3 separate regions of the Gossypium hirsutum genome follow, and regions 1 and 3 are each linked to region 2. A link is a contact called in public Hi-C data. All regions are on one chromosome and are shown on one strand. The core of a region is the stretch at or near the end of the contact, and the rest is flanking DNA. Distances in the headings are between cores, read along the strand shown.

What was found. A called contact is a pair of places that touch in the nucleus more often than the background predicts.
Region 1: a Hi-C map of leaf shows a contact between it and region 2, with 3 times the contacts expected there. The contact joins the promoter of LOC107893909 here to the promoter of LOC121210886 in region 2. A contact is called at or near these places in 2 of 34 Hi-C or Micro-C datasets (both in leaf).
Region 3: a contact with region 2 is called in a Hi-C map of leaf, with 1.9 times the contacts expected there. The contact joins the promoter of LOC107945613 here to the promoter of LOC121210886 in region 2. A contact is called at or near these places in 5 of 34 Hi-C or Micro-C datasets (hypocotyl and leaf).

The regions. Positions count from the first base shown.
Region 1 is chrA12:78,867,588-78,871,639 of Gossypium_hirsutum_v2.1, reverse strand. It overlaps LOC107893909 (methionine aminopeptidase 1A), which reads right to left and starts at 1,357. Exons shown (of 16, transcript XM_016819055.2): 1 at 942-1,357; 2 at 645-695; 3 at 1-151. The coding sequence starts at 1,009. It overlaps LOC107893911 (probable pectinesterase/pectinesterase inhibitor 36), which reads right to left. Exons shown (of 3, transcript XM_016819056.2): 2 at 3,279-3,602; 3 at 2,400-3,207. The coding sequence ends at 2,516.
Region 2 is chrA12:79,084,253-79,088,283 of Gossypium_hirsutum_v2.1, reverse strand. It overlaps LOC121210886 (4-hydroxy-tetrahydrodipicolinate synthase, chloroplastic), which reads right to left and starts at 1,488. Exons shown (of 3, transcript XM_041082762.1): 1 at 979-1,488; 2 at 332-415. The coding sequence starts at 1,064.
Region 3 is chrA12:78,906,200-78,910,774 of Gossypium_hirsutum_v2.1, reverse strand. LOC107945613 (3-phosphoshikimate 1-carboxyvinyltransferase 2) reads right to left here and starts at 2,362. Exons shown (of 8, transcript XM_016879681.2): 1 at 1,784-2,362; 2 at 946-1,190; 3 at 321-474; 4 at 16-230. The coding sequence starts at 2,125. It overlaps LOC121210881 (transketolase, chloroplastic), which reads right to left. Exons shown (of 7, transcript XM_041082759.1): 6 at 4,526-4,575; 7 at 3,326-4,403. The coding sequence ends at 3,435.

The DNA.
Region 1 (4,052 bases), core at 108-2,607, 220 kb after region 2:
ACTTTGTCCTTTCCTCAAGCAATATAGCCAACCCTCACTAGCTAAATCAGAGTTTTGTCCACCAGCACCATCTGTACCAAGTGAAGACAGCTTTGCCTTCAAATGAACTGACTTGTGTGAGCTCCAAGAAGCCTTGAAACAATCCTGAGTGCTGTCAATAAAAACAACACCATTAAAGAAGAAAAGGGTTACATTCTTCTATTAGTCCCTATACTTTGTGAAATTTGAGGATTTCGTCCCTACTTCAATTTGATGTTCAAATTAGTCAATTTTAGTCTAGTCCTTACCCAAACAGTAACACTTAAATCTATTTGGATAAATTCAATTGCTAGTACTGTATTATGTATAGGTTTGTAGATTTAATTCATATTCTCCAATTGGATCATTTAAGTCCCTATACTTTTTGAATTTTGACATTTTAATACTAACATAAATGATAATAGTTAATTCACTAACTGGATTTTTAAAGAGTACTATGTGGAAATAGTAAAGCTAACACAATATTTAATATACCATAATATGTTTGCCTCATCAAATTTTGAAAATAGCATAACTTAATAAATTTAACAGTTATCAGACAGAAATTTTAATTTTTGAAAAGTACAGCGACTAAATAAAAATCTACAAGAAAAAGATATACATACCAGAAGGCAGCACCTTCACGAGGAAGCTTTAACTGCACACACTTAGGACACCTACAGACAATAAGCTATATCATTAACAAAAGGATTCAGCTTAATTGTAAAGTTCATCACTATTAACCAAATACAGCTCAATTCACATTTTTTTATGCTCAAAATAATTTAAAAAAAAAACACTATAAACCAATTACAAGCTAATTCAAAATATCTCACAAATTTGAAAGCTACCCAATGTTAATTACACCAAAAAATTTGATATTCTAAAAATGATAATATCTTAAAGCGAAAACAATAACATACTGAAGGCTAGCAGGATTGCTACAACGAGCACATGAAAGCGTCTCCGCCGCATCAGAGCCACCAGCCATTGGACCTTATGTATAAGATTGAACCACCCGGTTCAATTCAAAAATAAATTAAAAGGAAAGAACCAATAAACTATTACTGAATTGTCTGTGATTGAAAAAATAAATTGGGGAATTTTTTTATTGAGAAAATTAGGGTTAAACTTTTATAGTAATAAATAATCTGGGTTCCACTAACAAATCCCTAAAAACTTAATAAAATTTCTCCCCAATCTATTTATCTGCCAGCGATTTTTAACTTAAATTACGATTGACAATGAAAGAGTTAGAAAATTGAAATTTCAGCCCAAAATGTACAATCTTGTCTTAAAAAAAACCTAATTGTCGGCTCAAGGAAGATAAAGCTCTAGTCTTTTAGGGCTTTTGGAATTTTAAATCTTTTTATTTGGAACTAGGGCTTTGAATATTCATAGCTTTTGGGCTTATCTTGCATCTTCGGCTTTTCTATTTTTGTTTTGGGTACATTAACGTTTTGGACACTTAAATTGGTTATAAAATAGTCACTAAATTATTTAAAAGTTTTTTATAAGTCACTAGATTGTTAAAATTATTATTGTATGGCATTATCTGTTTGCACCATCTGCACCAATAGAAAGCTCCCATTCTCCTTTTTTTTATATAGTTCTGTTGTTTTTTATATTGTTTGAACGTTACAAATTTGCAAACTAAAATTCAAATAAAATTTTTTTCTGATCATCAGATTGACATGGATTTAAAGTATGTTCTTCTACTCATCGATGAGCATTAATCCATCGTATTAATCGTTAAATCGTCGCTTGAAACTCACAAGTTAGACTTAAAAAAAAGAACTTAACAACACAGTGACTTAAAGAAAACTTTTGAGTGATTCACTGACCATTTTGTAATTTTTTTAAAATTAAAGTAACTAAAACGTAAATTTACTAGTAATTTAGTTAGATTAAATTATTTTTTAGAGAAAATGTTTCGATTGTGTTTGATAAATTGAATTCGAAGATGGCTTATATAGGAAAATAGATTGGGTTTAGAGGCTAGAAGATTCTACGAGATATATAATAAACTTTAGGAACATTAGAGTTTACTTAGAGACACTATTATCGGTTGCTCATTTGATTATATTGGTAAGTATAGTGACTAGTTTATTGATCCTGCAACAAGGGATAGGTGATAGTCTTAACCCCAAAATAGTAAAAGTATCTTGTAATTTCTTCAAATTTTAAAAAATCACATGCTTGACAAAGCTATCGAGTCTTGAGTATCTATTTATATTTATACTATATTTAAGTTATTTAATTTCACAAGTATTTACTACAAATCATATTTTAGCTTTATATAAAAAATATAAAAATTAATTTAAACTTCAACTCTTAATTAATCACAATTATCTTTTAAACTTTTATTAATAATACTAAAATAACATACAATTTAACCCATAAAATATTTTAGCTATAATTTTTAGATTAAAACTTTTAAAGGCATTATTATCACATCACAAAAACATTAACAACATTACAATAAGAAACCATTAAATTAAAGCCTTGAATTAAAAGGCACACCAGTCTCTGGAATCCATAGCTCTCCTTGTATGAACCTATTCACCGTAAAAGGGTTAGCCTCTTCGGCCCGGTTGAAGACATGAAAACCGGGCCACTTCACTCGATTCCCGATCGAAGCACCATTCCCTGTGTTCCTATACTCCGCATAATACAACGTTGACAACGCAAAGCTGCCGCTCCATTCATTCCATCCCTTGGGGTCGATTAAACCGTCAAGGTCCGTCTTCATGAACACCGTCCTTGAATACTTCTTCCATGGCCTACCTAAGTAACTCTTGAACAAATGCTTGACCGAATCGAAATCGGGTGCTGGCCTCACTCGGGATTCCACGATTGAAATCCCTGTGTTCTCGTTGGGATCGTCTCTCCCTTGTGCCGTTACCATGTTGGATTGATGGTCCATCGGTCTTTTGACAAAGATGTCGCAGTTTTGCAACACGGCCGAGGCGTCACCAAATATGTAATCGATTGTGCCGTGTATGTGACAGTCTCGGTAAAATTGTCGCAGCGAGTGGAGGAAGAGACTGTCTTGGTAACCCTTGATGCTACAGCGGTAGAACACAGAATGATCGGAACTTACCCTTAATGCCACAGCTTGATGTTTATGCGGACCGGCAGTGTTCTCAAATGTCACGTCCCGTGCCCAAAAACCATCCCCGGAAACACCTACAAAAACAAAAAACTGAATTAAACGCATCCATATCATCAAATCTAAAATTTGAACTCGAGTTTCTTACCGAATGTTGCGGAGCCATAAGTAGTGGAACCATCCGGTACATTTCGGTTACCAGTTACGATTGTTTTGTCCATGCCATCGCCGACCAACATTATGTTTTTAAGGTTCTTGTCTATGTCTACTTTCTCATTATACACCCCTGCTTTCACATAAATGATTACCCTTGGACGACGGTTGTTACCTATCCTAGCAACGGCGGCCACCGCATCATTGATCGTTTTGTGAGTACCGGAGCCATCTTTTGACACGACAAAATCAGCCTTTGAAGTTGTTGGGTTCCATGATGTTAAGAGTTTCCCACCGAGTCGTGGTCTATGCATTAGCTCTGTCGAGAACAGAACAAATAGGTAATTTAGTAAGTAGTAGGTTTCTATGCAAAAGAACCAGTCCAATAAAAGAGAAAAGTCAAATTCTTCTTCGAGTCCTTCTACTCTGCTTAAATTTACAAAAATTTAAAATTTTGAATTTCGTTAATCCAAATGGTTAGCCCAATATAAATACTAATACCAATCAGGATCGATTTTTAACTGAAGAATCAATTTACTCTTTAATTTAATATGGAAAAATTAATTTATTCATTTTCTAATAAATTAAGAAAATTACGTGTGTTGAAAATTTAAATTATTTTTGAAAAGATAATTTAATTCGAAAAATACCTTCCAGCTAATGCTAGTATTTTGAAAGGGGTGTTTTAAGGAAAAAAACCCACGCTGGTATTTTATTTAATTAGAATAATTAGCAGTATTAGTTTATTGATTAATTTAATTTTAAGTAT
Region 2 (4,031 bases), core at 239-2,738:
GCATTCACCATGCATGGTGCATTACACAAGTACCAACACCAAACATAAGATAATATTACAAGCACGAAGAGATCCTAATTGAGTTTATGCACAGAAAGGCTCCATAAATAAAGGTTTGAATAACAGAACAATGTCAACAGCACATTCAAAGCACATATCGCTTGTACCAGCTATAAGAAAGATGATAAACAGGTACAATAACACCGCCAACAGTAACATTCCAAGAACGAACATAGGTAGAGATGCAGAGAAACTATAAGCAAATTAACAACAAATTCTTCCCAGCAAAACATCAAACCACATTCAGATAACGAAAAATTTTATTAGCTACCTATTTTTAACCTCGAAGCTACGCATAGGGAGGTGGAAATCGGGTATTATTGCTGCTTGGGGCGACCTCCATTTCACATTTCTCCTGATACAAAGCAAGCGAACAGGATGATAAGCAAATCTCTGTTACCATAAATCATTATCTCCCTAGAGATTTTCGAATTGGTAAGTATATTTTGAAACAAGGAACACTAGCGATCCAATTCAGTAAAACTATAATTACTACTAGCCTATAGTTCATTATAAAATTATATATTTAGAAGTATGTGTTTATATAAACAAAAAACAATACATATAAGTTCAAAAAACCTATTTTACATTAAACGAACTCAAATTGAGTTCTAATTTTTGTTCCCCAGGATCGATCCACATTTAACATAGGAGCAAATAAACTATGCAGATATAAAGTTCAACTAAGATATTAACCTTTGATTATCAGTAGCACCCATCAAGCACTAAATCAAACAAACCCATAATCTTTTAAACAAGTACCAAATTGAACTGTTTTACAAATAAGAAACAAGGAATAATACATGATTATAAAGTAATTAATGAATTCAACAATTACTGCAATTAAAAACAAAGGAAAAAGAACAAATATCTTATCTTAAATAGTGAGTGTTAAATTTTTTTTTTTTTTTAAAATACCTCTTGTAGTTATCGATGCGATGGGAGCGAGGAAACTGGAAGGAAGACTCTCTCAAGCAAGCTCCATAGCTCTTCAAAATAGCCATTTTTAAACCAAATGAAAACAGCAACCCAAAGTCTAGATAACGTTTGAATTTGAGTTGGATAAGGATTTTTATGCTTAGAAATTGAAAATGTGTGGAAAATGAAATAAATGGGAGGTTGATTCAATGAATGGTAATGATGGTGATAACAGTGGTGAAGATGGTCGATCGGAGGAAGACGGCGGAGGTTACGTCACGGCGATGGCTTTGAGCCATGACTTCAGATTCCGGTGATGAGGTGAAGGGGTTGAAGGGGAAACGTAATGGAGGCTGCTAGAAATTGATGTGGGTTTTAGGGTTGGAAATGGCCGCGGCTCTGATTCGTATGCTTTTTGTAGTTTTGTGCCTAATTTCTACATGCAAATTTCGCACCATCTTTTTGACTCGTGGGGCGCAGCTACGGGTAGGGATGATAAATCAAAAATCAAAAATCAAAAATTGATTCCAATTACTCCTAAGATTAGTATACTCAAATCTATATTTTTCTCTATTAATAAAAATATGATTTCAATCGAGATGATAATAATATTAATGTCAATTGATTTAATATGGTAGATATTGATTCGCGTATTTTAAATATGTTTAACATCAGATTCAAGTTAGTATTTAATGTCAAATTTGACTATTGAAATGATGAAATAACTTGATTGATATGATATTGATAATTTAAGTTAAAATTAATGAATAATCTAAATCATTGTTCGATGACATGTGATGATATTATTTTATTGTACATCAATGTTGAGTTTGATCAATGAATAAACCCTTACTTTCTCTCAATTCCAATCAAAATTAACCATTACAAACACTAAACTGACTAACTCAAACTAATTAATTAGAATAGATACGTGTCAAAACCCATATTCTTACATATATTGAAATTCAAATATGATATTTCAATGTTCTCAATGTCTAGATCTTATCATTGAGCTAGTAAAGACCAGTCAACTCGCTCACATAAAATTTGAATGAGCCTTATACATTTATTGTTAAAATATGCCACAAACCTTTGCATTCTTTGTGTATAGAGAATTTAGTGATTGTAATTTTATTTATAGGAATTTAATCTTTTTTAATTTTAAATTCCAGGTTTAATTGTTAATATTATTAAAATTATTTTGTTAAATTTAACATTACAACATCGTTTATTTTTAGTTAAGTTTCTATCAAACGATTATTTTTTATTCTAAAATGTCATAAAAACGGGTTTAATAAAAAAATGTTAACAATTCAGCCTGAATTTTGAAATATAAAAAACAGAAAAACTAAAATTCAAATTTATAAGCCCAAAATTTGAACAATCTTTGTTGAGCCTCATGCATTTATTAACAACTCCCTGATCCAAATAACAAATGGGCCTAAACCCAACCAAGGCCTTACTAATTGGGCTACCCAGAGGTTGTAATAGATTCATAAATAATTCAATTTTATGATGCTCAATAAGAGACTATAATCACTATTATTAAGTTATGTTAAATAAGGATCAAAATTTAAATTAATTTGAATTTACAAACAATAACTCGAATTTTTCAATCTAAATCTAAATTGATCAAGCTTGAAACCATCAAAGATCAGACTTTGAACGCTTTCCAATTTTTAAATCGAGTTTAAGGAAAATGGTAATGGTAAAGAGAAGAGGGTGGAGATAAATATAACATCTTGGAAGCTAAGTTAAAGCTATCCATTTTTGTCTTCGACCTTGACTAGGTAGCTGTTGCGGTGCGAAGGCCAATTTGTTAGCATTGCAACTTGTCACATATGTTCGAGGCTAAAAAGAGGCCAAAAGCAATTTGTCATGGGCTGACTTGCTTTAGGGGCGAAATCAAAAAAAAATTTATGGGGCCAGAATTAAAGAATAAAATTCGGCAAAATGTGAATTTTTTTTATAATATTACAAAATTCAATTTTGTCATTTTTGGGAGTCAAGTCCACTGTCAAATAATTGGACTAAATTTCAAATGTGTTAAGAATGCAGGAACCAAAAGCATAGTTATACCTTTTTATTCGTGGGTTTTGGATATTTGCACCCGCAATTCTCATTCACTTAAAATCACAATGACTAGGATTAGAAAAGGAGGCCCATCTAATTTGGGCCCATAATTTTTCTTATTCATTGTTTGACCTAATAAGCTAAGATGGAGTCTCGATACTGTTGGCAAAGTAGGATGTCTTGTTATATTAATGATCAAAACTTAACTACTACCCTACGTAAATCATGTACTGATTGTTTCTATATTTATTCCGGCTTGAATCATATCACGTGTTGGTCCTTTCTATATATAGCTATTTTGATTTGGCTCGAGATATCAGTTCGATTATGTTGCTTGTAATTGCAATCAAAACTTTGAAAAGAACCAAAAAAAAAAAAAGAATTTTGTTAACCTATTTGATTAAAATCAATGGTTGGTTATGGTCTTAGTTAAGTTCAGTTGTTACTAGTTACTACAATTCATAATCAAATCAACTGACTTAACCAACTTAATATATAATATATTATATTTATATTAAATATTTTTATAATATATAAAAATTAAATCAATTAACTAACTTTACTGATCAAAGTTAAGTTAATTCAATTAAGTTAGTTAAATCTAAATCGGTCATTCAATTAATATGTAAAGTGATCGATTAAGTTGATTAAATTCGAAAAATCGATTGAATTAACCGACAATACGAAAGCATAAATTTCTATTGATATTTAAAACTCCCAACTAACGCTCAGATAACATGAGTTCAAAAAACCCATAAGTTTGTAATCAAAACTAAATTTAAGGTGGAAAGATGATAGGAAATTGACTATTTTACTAATTTAGCCTAAATTTTTTTTATATTTATAAAAATAACTCAGGTTAAAAAATAATCACTAAAATGACCTAAAATGAATAGTAGAATGGGTTTTGGGAACCTAGTGGCCGGCACTACCTAGTGTTTTGGCCCCATGATTGCCTGATGATTGTGTCAAGCTTTAAA
Region 3 (4,575 bases), core at 1,113-3,612, 180 kb after region 2:
CATTTAGAAACTTACATATACTTTTGACCTCCTCGGATAAAGAATCGATCCCAGCTATCAGTGTGCTCCACGGTGACCCCAAACCTTTCCATCAACTTCATAGTCATTTCCACATATGGGATGGAAATAAGTTTATCAATTATCTCAATTTCCACATCCCCAAGAGCCAACGGAGCCGCCATGAGTAAAGCTGTCAAGTATTGACTACTAATAGACCCAGAGAGTTTCACCTGCAAAATGACCCAAAACAAAAATATATCGTGAATATAGGCAACAACACTAGAAGCACTTGAACATAACAAAAATGATTTAAACCGTACCTTTCCCCCGGGAAGACCACCCTTTCCTTCTATACGAACAGGGGGACAATTCGTGCCAAGAATGCAATCAACATCAGCACCGAGCTGCTTAAGACCAGTAACTAAGTCCCCGATCGGCCTCTCTCTCATTCGGGGTACGCCATCAAGTACGTAGCTAAAGAGAGACATGTAACATATATCCATTAACTCGAAACCAATACACAAAACAAAGAGCATCAACATATAAGCATATATAGTTCCATGAGTATGAAAATGGTAAAAGTACCATGGAGGTTCTATACTAGGAGTAGAATTGCATTTTGCCTCCTCTACTCAAAAAATAGAAAATTAATCCCTGTACGCTAGATCAAAGAGCAAACCAGTCCTTCTGTTAAATAATTTCATCCATTTTGCCTTCTAGAATATTAGTCCCTGCCACGCCAGTTTTAACAGTAAAAACGGATAAAAATTTTAACAAAAAGAACCAATTTGCTCTTTGATCTAATATATAGAGACTAATTTGCCGAATAATATGCAATCTAACTCCTAGTACAGGGGCCTCCATGATACTTTTACCCTATGAAAAGCTAATGTCAATCATAAGGAATCATCGACTATAAAACATGATTTTCTTATAGGGACAGACCTCGAATTGCCACCGGCAGCTGTAATAGCGGCAGTAAGTGGTCGCATTGCAGTTCCAGCATTCCCGAGGAAAAGCTCTATTTCTTGACCTTCACCTTTTCCGACTGGAAACTGACCACCACAACCTTCAACAATGGCTTGTTTCTTTTCACTATCATGTTTCACATACAGACCAAGTTTACCCAAAGCAACAAGCATGTGATGAACATCATCACTGTTCAACAAATTTTCAACCACAGTAGTTCCCTACATATCAAACAAAACATTAAAAACATATAAGGATATGGCATTACCAAGTTTTGAATTTAATCCCTCTCTATTACCAAAGTTGTGAATTTAATCCATGTACTTTAATTTAGTCATCTTTAGAATTAATACTTTTTAAAATTTTAAAATTTCGGTCAACTGCTAAATTTATTAAGTAATTTTCAAAACCTAATGCGACAAACATATTATCATTCGTGTAATGCTATATCAATTTGTTATTTTACATGTTACTCAAGTATTAACCAATGTGGAAACTTCAAATTTCAAAAGCATAAGGAGCTATAATGATCCAATGCTAGAAAATTATTTTAAGGAAACCAGAAATGAATAAAAAATTTGAGGACCAAAGTAAAATTTTACCATTATACTAACTTAAAAAAAGGAGCTATATGGGAAATTTTCATTTTGCCCCCTCCCTTAGAGAACATGTGCTAGTAATTGAATATAACCAAAAGGATTTAAATTATATAAATTAAAATTAAAAAATTCGAATGAAATTAAAGGACTAAATCCATAACTTTCGCAAAGTAGAAGGACAAATACCAAAATTTAACCAATGAAAATCAACATACCTCAGATAAAGCAGCTAAGAGCAGGATCCGATTAGACAATGATTTAGACCCAGGTAACTTAACAGTACCCGAAATTTCATTAATTGGTTGAAGCACAATCTCTGAAGCTCTAGATGGTTTCTCAGCTGTTGCTGTTGAAGCAGAAACCTTCAAAGACCGAGCCTTTATTGACCCAAATTTCCCATTGTTCTTCACAACCAAACCCCAAGAACTTGTCTTTCCATTGAGATTTGATTTGAATGAAACAAAAGGAACATGTTTGGGATTCTGGGTTTTTGAAACATTGGGAAGAACACATGTTTTTTGTGTTCCATTGTAGATTTTGCCAACCTGCGTTGCCATCTCTGTCTCAAACACTCACTTTTCTCTTAGAAACAAAGTTTTTAACTTTATTTCTTTAAATTGAGATTTGATGGAGTTTTTGGGATTAAAAAAGGAAGCTTTTTTGGTGATGGTGGTTGTTGGATTGAATTGAGTGGAAGAAGGGTTTTTTTCACCAACAACCAAAATCTAAAGGCTAGGAGAAAATGGGGTTGGTGTGGGAATTAGCTTTACCAAACCCCCTCAATTTTAATTGTTGTCTTAATGGGTCCACACTACAGGTACTATTGATATAAACCCAATTTTATTTTGGATTCATTTTAGATTGCAATTATTTTAATATAAAATTATGATTTATTTTAATTTTAATTTTTCGACATTTTTTAGAGATTGAGATTTGGATGGATGGATGGGTGGGTGGCTGGGTAGGTAGGTAGATATAGGAGTTGTTTAATTTTTAAAGCGTGCAAATAACCGAAGTTTGCTTCATTATGCTGCTACTGCTAAAAGTACCTTGTCTTTTATATTAGGATAGACTTTCTATTTTATTTCTTTTTAACTCGAAAAATAATTAAATTGGCCTTCATATAAATTGAATTTTTGATAAAAAAATTTTATTATTAAAAATTGATATAACTAACAAAATAACTAAACAATTGCATTTGACATATCACGTGTACTATATTTTGATGTACAAAGACTAATTTTTAACAATAAAATTGGATGAACTTTTTAATAGAAAGACCAGTTTCCTCTTTGATCTAACGTACAAAGATTAATTTACCTATTTTTTATGTAGACGAAGCAAAATGCAATCTGAATCTTAATATAAAGACCTTCTTGATACTTTTATAGTCACATAATCAATATAATTACTTAATTTAATGTAAATTTGAACCTTGAAAAAGATATTGCTAGTGGTGAACTTGATAATTAAATCAACTTTAGTATCTATTATTTTTAATCAACTTCGATTCTTGAACTTGATAGCTAAGTCCATTTTAACTTGACAAATATAAAAACTTGATGTCATGACAAAATTTTAGAGTGCTACAACGTCAAAACTTAGTTGACAAGTTCCTAAATATCAAATTTGAACTAATTGTGAAACTCAGGCCCTAAAAGTAATATTAACCCTTTTTTTTAAAAGCAAGATTATCAACTCTTTCTTGCGTATAAGCATTTAAAGCAGCAAGAAGTGATACAAAAACTATGGGAAAATAGTTCAAAGAGGAATTACAAATTCATAAACATATAAAATCACAAAGCAACATAAGAAATTTGGATGATTCCTTTTATTATTAAAAACAAAAAAAGTCACAAAAGGCACCTAATAATGCCAGCAAAGTTCCTTTGCTGCTGCAACAACAGCCTCTGGTGTTAAACCGAATTCTTTGTATAATCTACCAGCTGGTGCACTTGCCCCGAACCGATCGATTCCGATTGCCTTCCCTTTCGATCCCACAATCTTTTCCCACCCAAAAGTTGATCCCGCCTCAATACTTACCCTAGCTGATACACCAGATGGTAAAACACTTTCTTTGTAGGCGTCTGATTGATTATCGAAGAGTTCCCAAGAAACAAGGGAGACGACCCGAACAGCTTTTCCAGCCTTCCTTAGTTCATCGGCAGCTTTAGCGGCAATTTCCAGCTCAGAGCCAGTTCCGATCAGGATTATGTCAGGGTTGTTTCCTGAAGAATTGTCTGATATTATGTAGCCACCTTTTTCGACCCCCTTGATGGAAGTTCCGGGTAGTTGGGTTAGTTTTTGTCGAGAGAGTGCGATAATGGAGGGAGTGTTCCTGTTGAGGATAGCAACTTTGTATGCACCGGCAGTTTCGTTTCCATCAGCTGGACGAAGCATGAAAACATTAGGCATTGCACGGAGGCTAGCTAAGTGCTCGATTGGTTGGTGGGTTGGTCCGTCTTCCCCGAGACCAATGGAATCATGGGTCATAACGTAAATAACTCCCGCTTGACTCAATGCAGACATCCTAATAGCAGCTCTCATGTAGTCAGTGAAAACGAAGAAAGTAGCACAGTACGGAATAAGTCCGGGGCTGTGATGTGCAATGCCATTGCAGATGGCTCCCATTCCGTGTTCTCTAACACCGAACCTAAGATTACGTTCCTCGGGGGTGTCTTTCTGGAAATTACCATACATTTTGAGCAAGGTCATGTTGGAAGAAGCAAGGTCTGCACTTCCACCAAAAAAACCAGGGAGTACTTTTACGAGAGCATTGAGATTTTGTTGAGAGAGGTTTCTGGTAGCATCAGCGGGGCTCTCCGGAGTATATGTCTGGAAATTCGCAAAAAGAAAAAAGCTCATTTTTTATACGAAGAAAGATTTGTCTAAGAATTCAAGTGTTCGACTAAATTTAGTCGGGACTCAGGACTTGGGACAATAAGAGGGGTACTCACTGGAAGTGCCTTCTCCCATCCGGCCGGTAGTTCACCGGTGATGATTAATT